2 separate regions of the Mus musculus genome follow, and region 1 is linked to region 2. The links are chromatin contacts, called in public HiChIP or PLAC-seq maps. All regions are on one chromosome and are shown on one strand. The core of a region is the stretch at or near the end of the contact, and the rest is flanking DNA. Distances in the headings are between cores, read along the strand shown. Region 1 overlaps Itpr2 (inositol 1,4,5-triphosphate receptor 2). Region 2 overlaps Gm32838 (a long non-coding RNA gene).

Evidence for each region. HiChIP or PLAC-seq counts read pairs in DNA pulled down with a chosen protein or histone mark.
Region 1: an H3K27ac HiChIP or PLAC-seq map of microglia shows a contact between it and region 2, with 6 times the contacts expected there. The contact joins two enhancer-like sites. A contact is called at or near these places in 1 of 15 datasets of contacts at CTCF or cohesin (the NIH/3T3 cell line), 1 of 484 Hi-C or Micro-C datasets (bone marrow-derived macrophages) and 2 of 115 datasets of contacts at active chromatin or transcription factors (bone marrow-derived macrophages and microglia).

What each region holds. Positions count from the first base shown.
Region 1 is chr6:146,207,785-146,212,277 of GRCm38.p6, forward strand. The region is part of intron 45 of Itpr2 (inositol 1,4,5-triphosphate receptor 2); the gene reads right to left. Among named protein-coding and RNA genes, the nearest start is that of Gm35596, 9.7 kb to the right of the region's middle. Within about 2 kb of position 1,422, at least 38 of the 459 cell types and tissues checked have an H3K27ac peak or open chromatin away from gene starts, as enhancers often do. A contact at or near this core is called in microglia, where this site is marked.
Region 2 is chr6:145,990,963-145,995,325 of GRCm38.p6, forward strand. All of the region lies in intron 2 of Gm32838 (a long non-coding RNA gene), which reads left to right. Among named protein-coding and RNA genes, the nearest start is that of Gm38928, 16 kb to the left of the region's middle. Within about 2 kb of position 2,224, at least 43 of the 459 cell types and tissues checked have an H3K27ac peak or open chromatin away from gene starts, as enhancers often do. A contact at or near this core is called in microglia, where this site is marked.

The DNA.
Region 1 (4,493 bases), core at 172-2,671, 220 kb after region 2:
GATTTCTTTACTCCTTCTGGAGGTCATTTGCAGGTTCTCTTGCCTCGCCCACTTAGCATGTGAACCCCTGGGTGAGTCTGAGCCCTTCCATTCTCTAATGAGTTCCTGGATGGTCATGTTTCTATCCCTCCAGCTTTGTCTCAAACATTTGCGCAAAGGGCCTCGCTGTGACTCCCAAGTCCATAGACATTTAATTAACACTGTCACCAGGGTCCAAAGCGTGCCTCACAGATGAGAGCCACGGAGGGTCACACAGAGTGAGGACTCACTGAGACAAGCCCTTGGCAAGGACAGAGATCTGCTCTTGCACACAGGACCCTGGGAAGCAATGCCACTGGCCTAAGAGAACACCAGTAAGAAGAGTTCAAAGAACCCTGGCATGTGGATATTTTAAACAGGATAACACACAAACACACACACACACACACACACACACACACACACACACACACACACACACACTTTCTGAAGAGCGGCTGGGAGATGCTCAGAATGATGAGCACCAGTCACCTTGACCCCCAGACATGGCAGGGGTGAGGGGCAGGGGGTAGAGGTAGGGGACAAGGACTTGATTGGTAATGACGACTTAGATCTGAGATTCTTCTTTCACTCTGCTTAAAGTGGGGTTCGACAGGTTAAACTGCTTCGGATGGCTGCTTCCCTGAGTCTCTGGTGTCCTTTGTCACCGGTGTGACCTCTCAGCTCCTCTGCTCATTAGGGTCCAGTTTGGATGCCAGCCAGAAAAACAGATTGCTCATCACGGGATAGCTACATAGAGGTGCACCTCCTCTCGGAGTACTTGAGGCCGATTGTCTGGCCTTCTTGCTGAGTCTCACTACCCTGTCTTTATCCAGTTCTCTCATTTCCAGCCATTCCTGAGGGATTCTTTTCTCTTGTCCCCTTAACCCTCTTTAATATTTGAAATCTCTCTAGGTTTTTCTCTTGGCTTACTCCCTTTGTTCCAGTTGCTTCCTCGGAAATCTCATCTATAGCACAACTTCAAACACCATCTATACATACATCTGTATACCTTGATGTTCAAGCCTAGCTTCTCTTCCCAGGAATGAAGCTCGCAGCTGGACCCTTACATTGCTTTATCTTAATGTCACATTGATTCCCAAGCACCCATGGGCTAGGGCCAAGCTCATTGCTCTATTCCACTCCCCTGCTTTCCTACCTCCAGCTCAGAAAACGTCATCTACCCATAGCCAACTCTTTCCCTAGGAGCTGGCCAAGCCTCATCCTCACTTTCCCTAGCACATTCCAGTTGGTAAAGTAGCTAGCAACGGAAAGAGTCTGGGGTGTGGAGGACAGGGAGGGGGGACTTCAGAACAAGTCACAGTTTCCCTTCCTCCTCAGCACACAGGGTTTACTGCCGACAGGAAATGAAAATGTCAGGTCCCGGAGGAGAAGCTGGGAAGGGCCAAGCAGAAGACTAAAACCCTTAGTAAGACTGGCACGTGCTCTGGGTCAGATGCCGCCCACCCCACTGCCTGGTGTCCAACCATTGTCCAAAGCTGCAGAGTCTTATAGTACTTTATCATGCTAAGGAGTATGCAGACAGAAGGAGACAGACACGGGCTTCTTTCCTTCATCTCTTTCATTGTGAGACTTTTGCTTACTTGTTTGTTTTTTAGGAGATAAATATCTGCTTGATAGGTGGAGGCCAATTTCTTTAACTTCTGAGAAGAGGAAGGTGCGGACAGAGAGAAAGTAAGCAGCTGTCAGGTTGGGGTGACAGCAAAGAGGGGGAACCACACAGAAGGGAGGAAGGAAAAGAGTGGAAAGTTGTGTATGGTCAGGTGATTGGCCTATCAGACACCAAGAGAAGGAAGCTGAGATGGGCAGAAGGTCAGAGACATGTTTTTAAAAACTGTGGTTTGAGACAGCTTGAGTAAAGAGACCCTGGGTGAATGGTCAAGGGTGACATGGAGATGCACCCAACCCGAGTCTCAGCAGACAGAATCAGGGAACTTGAGCTAACTCCATCTGAGAATCCCGTTTGCTTCCAAATGTTTCTCAAGTCCATATCAGGCACAAGCAAGAAACATCTGTGGCCCGTGCTAGACACCCCTTTGTCCTGTGCCTTCACCCCTAGATCTTCCCTCCTGCTTCGTTTCTGCTTGGTTCAGTCACGGTCTTGGTTCACGGAGGACGTGATCATCTTCCAGACCCACCGGGTAACATACACCTGCCTGCCCTGCTATATAGTTAGTGGTCCCACGGTCCATGGTATAGGCAAGTCTTACAACCATGGAATCCTAAGTCCTGTGTGGTTTTATGTCAAGTTGATACCAGATCAAGTCATTTTGGAAGCTAGAACCCTCAATTAAGGAAATGCCCCCACTAGATGGGTCTGTGGTTTATTTCTCAATTACTGATTGGTGGGGAGATGGGGACAGTCTACTATGGGTGGTGGCACCCCCAGGCAGGTGGTCCTGGGATACATATAAAAGCAAGCTGAGCAAGCCAGGTGAAACAAGCCAATAAGCAGCACTTCTCCATGATCTCTGTTTTAGCTCCTGCCTCCGAGTTCCTGCTTTGAGTTCCCACCCTGACTTCCCTCAGTGATAAGACTGGGGTGTTGAAGTGTAAGCAAGAGGAACCCTTTCCTCCACAAGTTGCTTATGGTCATGTTTTATAACAGCAATAGAAACCTAACCTCTAACATCTTCCTTTCATGTCTATTTAGAAACATAAAGTGTATGCCGCTCTTTGTGTGGGTTAGGACCACCCAGAGAGAGAAAGGCTGGAGTGGAGAGCAGCCTGGCGGTAGAGCCCTTGCCTCGAGGGCCTGGCCATTTGAGTTCAGTCCCCAGCACCACCGCCAAAAAAGAAAACAAGGTGAAATTAAAAAGTACAAATGTGAGTCGGAGAGGTGGCTCAGCAGTTATGAGCACAGAGATCTGACAGAGGGCCTGGCCTCTGTTTCTAGTACCCATGTGGTGTGACTCACAACTGGCTGTAACTTTAGCTCCAGGGAGCTCATAAGGGCCTCCATGAACCTCCACACTCCTGTGCTCACAATCAGCACACACACACACACACACACACACACACACTTTCACTTTTAAAATTTTGACTGTATATAGTTGGTCACAGCTAGAATCCCAATACACTAGAGGTGAAGGTAAAAGGTCAGAGGATCAAATCCATCCTCGGCTACATAGCAAGTTCCTGCAAGCTCAGGCTACATGAGATTCTGACTCAAAAATAAAGACTAAAAACAACTACAAAAATAAATGACTAATTTTTTTTCTCAATTTTTAATACCTAATTCTTTACCTGTGGGGGATGGGACATGTGTCACAGAGCATGGTGGTCAGAGGACAACCTGTGGGAGTTGTCTTTCCTTACATCATGTGGGTTCCGGGAACAGAGCTCAGGTTGCCAGGTTTGGGGACAAGAGTTTTTCTTGCTGAGCCATCTTGCAGACCCAGACAGTCATCAGGAGGTTATTTCAAATATGGGGCATGGGAAACTATGAAGATTATAAGTGCCATTTACCGCAGGGGTTGGCAACACAGCCCTCATGGGTGATATCTGTTCTGGTGCCTGTTTCATAAAAAGCAGTTTTATTGGGTAACGCAGTCAGACTGGCTTGTTTACACGTGGACCATGGCTGTTTCAACACTAGAACTGCAGAAGACAGTGTGTGCAGCAGACAGGATGGCCTCACAACCCTAAAATATTTACTAGCTGGCACTGGGGAAGTCCCCATATAGTGGCACCAACTAGCGAATGGTTTCCAAGCCTCATGCAGCTGTCAAATACTTAAACATGGATGGGTATGCCTGTATACGTTACAGACAGATGGCCAGATGACATCCCCTAAAATAATCGAGTTTATATCCCTACAATGGAGCCTCTTTCATTGATAACAGAAATATTATCCAGGGGCTTTTCAAAAATTTCCCCCTACTGTATAATTTAACAGGGTTTTGGTTTTTTTGTTATTGTTGTTGTTGTGTTTTGTTTTGCTTTGTTGTGTTGCGTTTTGTTTTGGTTTTGGTGTGAAGGGTTGCTCTCCTTAATTTAACAGTTTACCATCCAGATCCAGTATTATTTTATTGCAGTTTCCTGGTACTGTTCTGTGCCTCGTTGAGTAATTCTAAAACACACACTGATCAACAGACACAAGAGACGGGCCTGAGCAATCTATGAGGCTCACATACCCACAATTCTCTCGGCCATTACACCAGAAAAGAACTACTTTCCAAACAGCTTTATCACAAACACAGTAAGTACTAGGCACCTAGTGACATTCAAGAATAAGACCTCAGATTAAAGAAGGGAGATGACATGGCTCAGCAGTTAAGAACACTGGCTACTCTTCCAGGGATCCTAAGTTCAATTCCCAGCAACTACATGGTGGACGACCACCTAGAAAGGGATCTAATGGCTTCTTCTGGCATGTAGGTGTACATGCAGACAGAGTACTCCTAAATTTAAAAAATATCTAAGACCCCAAACCTGAGATAGGCACAGCAACC
Region 2 (4,363 bases), core at 974-3,473:
TCTCTCACACACATATACACATGTACATACACACACACACACACACATACATACATACATACATATGTATACACATATACATGCTCATACACACATACACATACATACATGCATACATACATACATGCACATATACATACACACATACATACTCACATACATGCACACATACACACATATACATACTTACACACACACACACACACACACACACATACACACACACACACACACACACACACAGAGTGAGACACCTTTGAAGAATCTCCAGCAGTCTATTCCAGGGTGATTTTTTGAAAGCTGCAGAGAGCCTTATCTTTCACTTTACAGATAAGGAAATTCTTCCAGGTCTTTCCTGTTCTCTTGTCACAGGTGGACTCAGGTGGCCCCTGAATGTTTGAAATGACTAGCCTGAGGAGGGACAAGCTGTAAGTGTAAAAGGTACAGAGGATGTTAAAGATGTTACAAAGTAGACAAGAATGCAAACTGTCATTGATACATTTTTTAACAAGGCATTTTTAAAATTTTACATTTATTTATGTATTTATGCATGGGAGTGCATGTGTGTCACAGCATGCATGTGGAGTGGATATCAGAGAACGGATTGTATAAGTTGCTTTTCATCTTTCACCATATGTGTTGGAGGGATCAAACTTAGGTCACTGAGCTTGACAGCAAGCACTTTTACCCACTAGGCCATCTCACTGGTTTAATAAGAAATGTAGGGGCTGGAGAAATGGCTCAGTGGTAAAGAGCACGTGTTGCTCTTCCGGGGGAACCTGAGTTTGATAACCATCACCCACATGACAGCTCAAAACCATCTGTGACTTTATTTCCAAGGGATCTGATGCCCTCATCTGACCTCAGTGGACACCAGGCACACACATGGTATATGGAATTACATGCAAGAAAAACCCTCACACACATAAAATAAATGTTAAGACCATTAAAACAAACATACTTAGAGTGTATCTCTCCTGGTCTCTCTAATAGGATCACCTAATTGAAAATTCAAACTTTCCTAAGTGGCTAGCATTCACACTGTCTTGCCTCTAAGGGACATGCCTTGGTGCCAGTTGTAAAAGCCTTCTCCAAAGGTCCCTGGATTGCCGCATTGGTTGGTGGTGGGTCAGGACGCATGGCTCCCAAGTCTGCATTCTTCGCCCCTCTGTTTTTTGTTACTAAAGTACATGAACCAGTGCTCACAGTCACATCCCTGGACAGCATCATTTAATAGAATGGGGTAGGATTTCTTGGCTCTATCAGAGGCAATGCTATGGGAAGAGGAAGGGCCACATCTAAACCCTTGCTTGATTTCTCGCTCCTAGAGAAAGCCGGCAGCCATCTTGGATGCACTCTGGGTTCCCTTACAAACATCCACAGTTCTATTCAAGTTGTAGAGCTCGATGCCTTAGCACTTTTCCCATTTGCCCCCCACCCCCACCCCCATGCCCATGCTCTTCTCTGCTTGCAGCTGCTGTTGGCTTGTGTTTCCAAACCGAGGAGTCTTGCTGTTGTGTCCAGACAAGCTTTGAGCTCCACATTCTGCAGCGTCCGCCTGAGTGGGTCTCCAGGGGCGAGCCACACCACAGCAGCTCCCAATCCCTTTGAATGCGGCACTCTTGCAACTGTGTTTCCCTTCCTCAGAGTCACCTCCTCCAAGCCGACCTCAACTAGCGCAAGTTCTGCTCGAAGGGAAGAGGCCTCCCCTTGCTCCCCAAAGGTCAAGGAAGAATAGCTGCGAGCTCTTCTCTCTAGTCCAGCGAGGCGGGGCCGGAGGGGGAGGGGCAAATGGGTGGCTAGGGTGGGGAAGGAAGAGGTAGAAAATATAAGAAGGAAATGACACACGGGAACATGTTTTTGAAACGATGCTTAGTGCTCTAGCAGAGCTGTCAACTCCTAGAAAGCAGGACCAGGCCTGTACTGGAGAGACAGGAAAGTGGGAAAGGACCATGTCACAGAAGGATGAAGGCTACTGCCCAACCGCAGACAGAAACAAGAAGCTACCACTCCCACTGTCTGCGTTTGTTTATAGCCTCTGCTTTTTCTTTATGACACACATATAGAAGACGTGGTGATGGAGGTAGATGAAACACACAGATACCCAGACTGAGAGAAAACATTTATTAAACTTTTAACCTTCATCCCCAGCTTATAGGAAGCAGAAACACCCAGATGTTGTTTAAGTCGGGGAGTTTCCAGCTTTGCAACTGGCAGAAGGCCAGGCACACCGTCAGCGCGTGGGAGAAAGTGGGTTCTTGAGGCTGTGTCAGAAGTTCCAAGTTTATGAGGCAGTTACAGCTGGATTTAGCTGGTATCTACAGGCTTAGGATCTAATTGTTTCTTTACAGTGCACTTTATCTCGATACAAGTGCACGCGCTAAATCGAGGGTGGTGGCTCTGTTTTCTTAATATTTTTCTGTTTTACATTTTTTTCTCCAATGCAATGATGATACTACAAGCTTCTCTTGGGCTCTACCACATCTGACAGGGCTTAGAATACTGTGGGTGTGTCCTGAGAGGCCCAGGGCATTTTACCGTGTATATTTTGAAAGACATCTTGAGCTTAGACTCTTTTTCCCATAGGAGGACACCCTGGACGACTCTTCTCTAGAAAATGTAGACACCAAAGAATACTGAGAGCTCACACAACTATTTCCAGCTGTGGGATTCTGGAAGACCCATGCTTTCTCCCAAGCCTTGATGTCTCTTTTCTTTTCCCCATCAGGTTGAGTAGAGCACTATTGCCTCCTTCCTTCTTTCCTTGGGGACCATAGCTGGAGGAAGACTCTATCCGCAGACCTTGCACGTCTTCTGAGAACAACCAAGGGAGGCCTAGGTTTCATGCCAGGAAGAACAGCCAATGACCCATGCCCCAGCTTTAGGGTAGTTACAGCATCGCCAAGTGTCAATGTCTGCTCTGCTGCCCCAAATGAAGAGCCCTACACCAGTGGCTCATGCCAGAAATTAGAGCTGAGCCCTCACAACTCTGTAGGTAGTGAGTCTAAGATCCTGATGCCAGCCTGCCGGTTTCTTTGGCAACCCCTCTGCCTGGCTTGCAAATGGCAGCTGCACCCCATTTCTCTGCACAGTCTTCCTTCTTTGATATCTTCTCCTGTAAGGGCTCCAGTCATATTGCATGAGGGTCCCTTCATGACCTTATTTTAACTCTGCTGTTTCTCTAAAGAACCTGAACATGTGGCATCGTAGAGTCAGATGTCAACAAACATGAATCAAGACAGGAATTGGTAAACCCAGAGTGACACTGTGTCAACCGCTCTCAGAAGGCTGGGATCTTTCCGTATCCTGCAGCCCCAGGCTACGGCTGATCCAGTAGTGCCCTTCTCACCTTTTTTTTTTTTTTTTTTTTTTTTTTTAACAAAACTACCCATTTCACCAGCCTTTCTGAGAGTCATAGACCAGTTGTCTCTAGGATCTCAGTCCCTGTGTGTTGGGATGTGTTCTGGAACAATCTTCTTAGAGCCTCCAGCATTGCCAAGCTGGTGCTCAATGTGCTTCTTCATCTGGAATTACCTCCCCTGGTGTCTTAGTCAGGGTTTCTATTCCTGCACAAACATCATGACCAAGAAACAAGCTGGGGAGGAAAGGGTTTATTCAGCTTACACTTCCACACTGCTGTTCATCACCAAAGGAAGTCAGGACTGGAACTCAAGCAGGTCAGGAAGCAGGAGCTGATGTAGAGGCCACGGAGGGATGTTACTTACTGGCTTGCTTCCCCTGGCTTGCTCAGCTTGTTTTCTTATAGAACCCAAGACTACCAACCCAAGGATGGCACCACCCACAAGGGGACCTCCCCCCTTGATCACTAATTGAGAAAATGTCCAACAGCTGGATCTCATGGAGGTATTCCCTCAATTGAAGCTCCTTTCTCTGAGATAACTCCAGCCTGTGTCAAGTTGACACACACCACCAGCCAGTACACCTGGTTATCCTGTGTGGGGAGCGGGTGTGGCGGCAGTCCCAAAGGCGCCAGGGACTGCAGCTAAGTCATATGACTTGCACCTGACTTCCTCATATAAGACACAAACATCTTGAGTGCTGGGCAGGTGTACCAGGATACAGGTGAATCCAGTCTGATGGAGATTTGCCCCTGCTGCCCTGATTAGCTGAAGCTGCGTGCCTGGTGAGGTGGCGTGGCCTGCTGTGCGTGGATGGGAACTGAGAGTATAAAAGAGTGAGAGGCCCAGGGTTCGGGGGAGATATAAACAGGGGAGATATAAACAGGGGAGATATAAACAGGGGAGATATATGGAGAAAGAAGAAACAGGACTGAATAAACGTGTGCAGAAGGATCCTGTAGCAGCGTCGTTCTTCCTGGCCAGTTGGGCGCGCGTAACAGTTG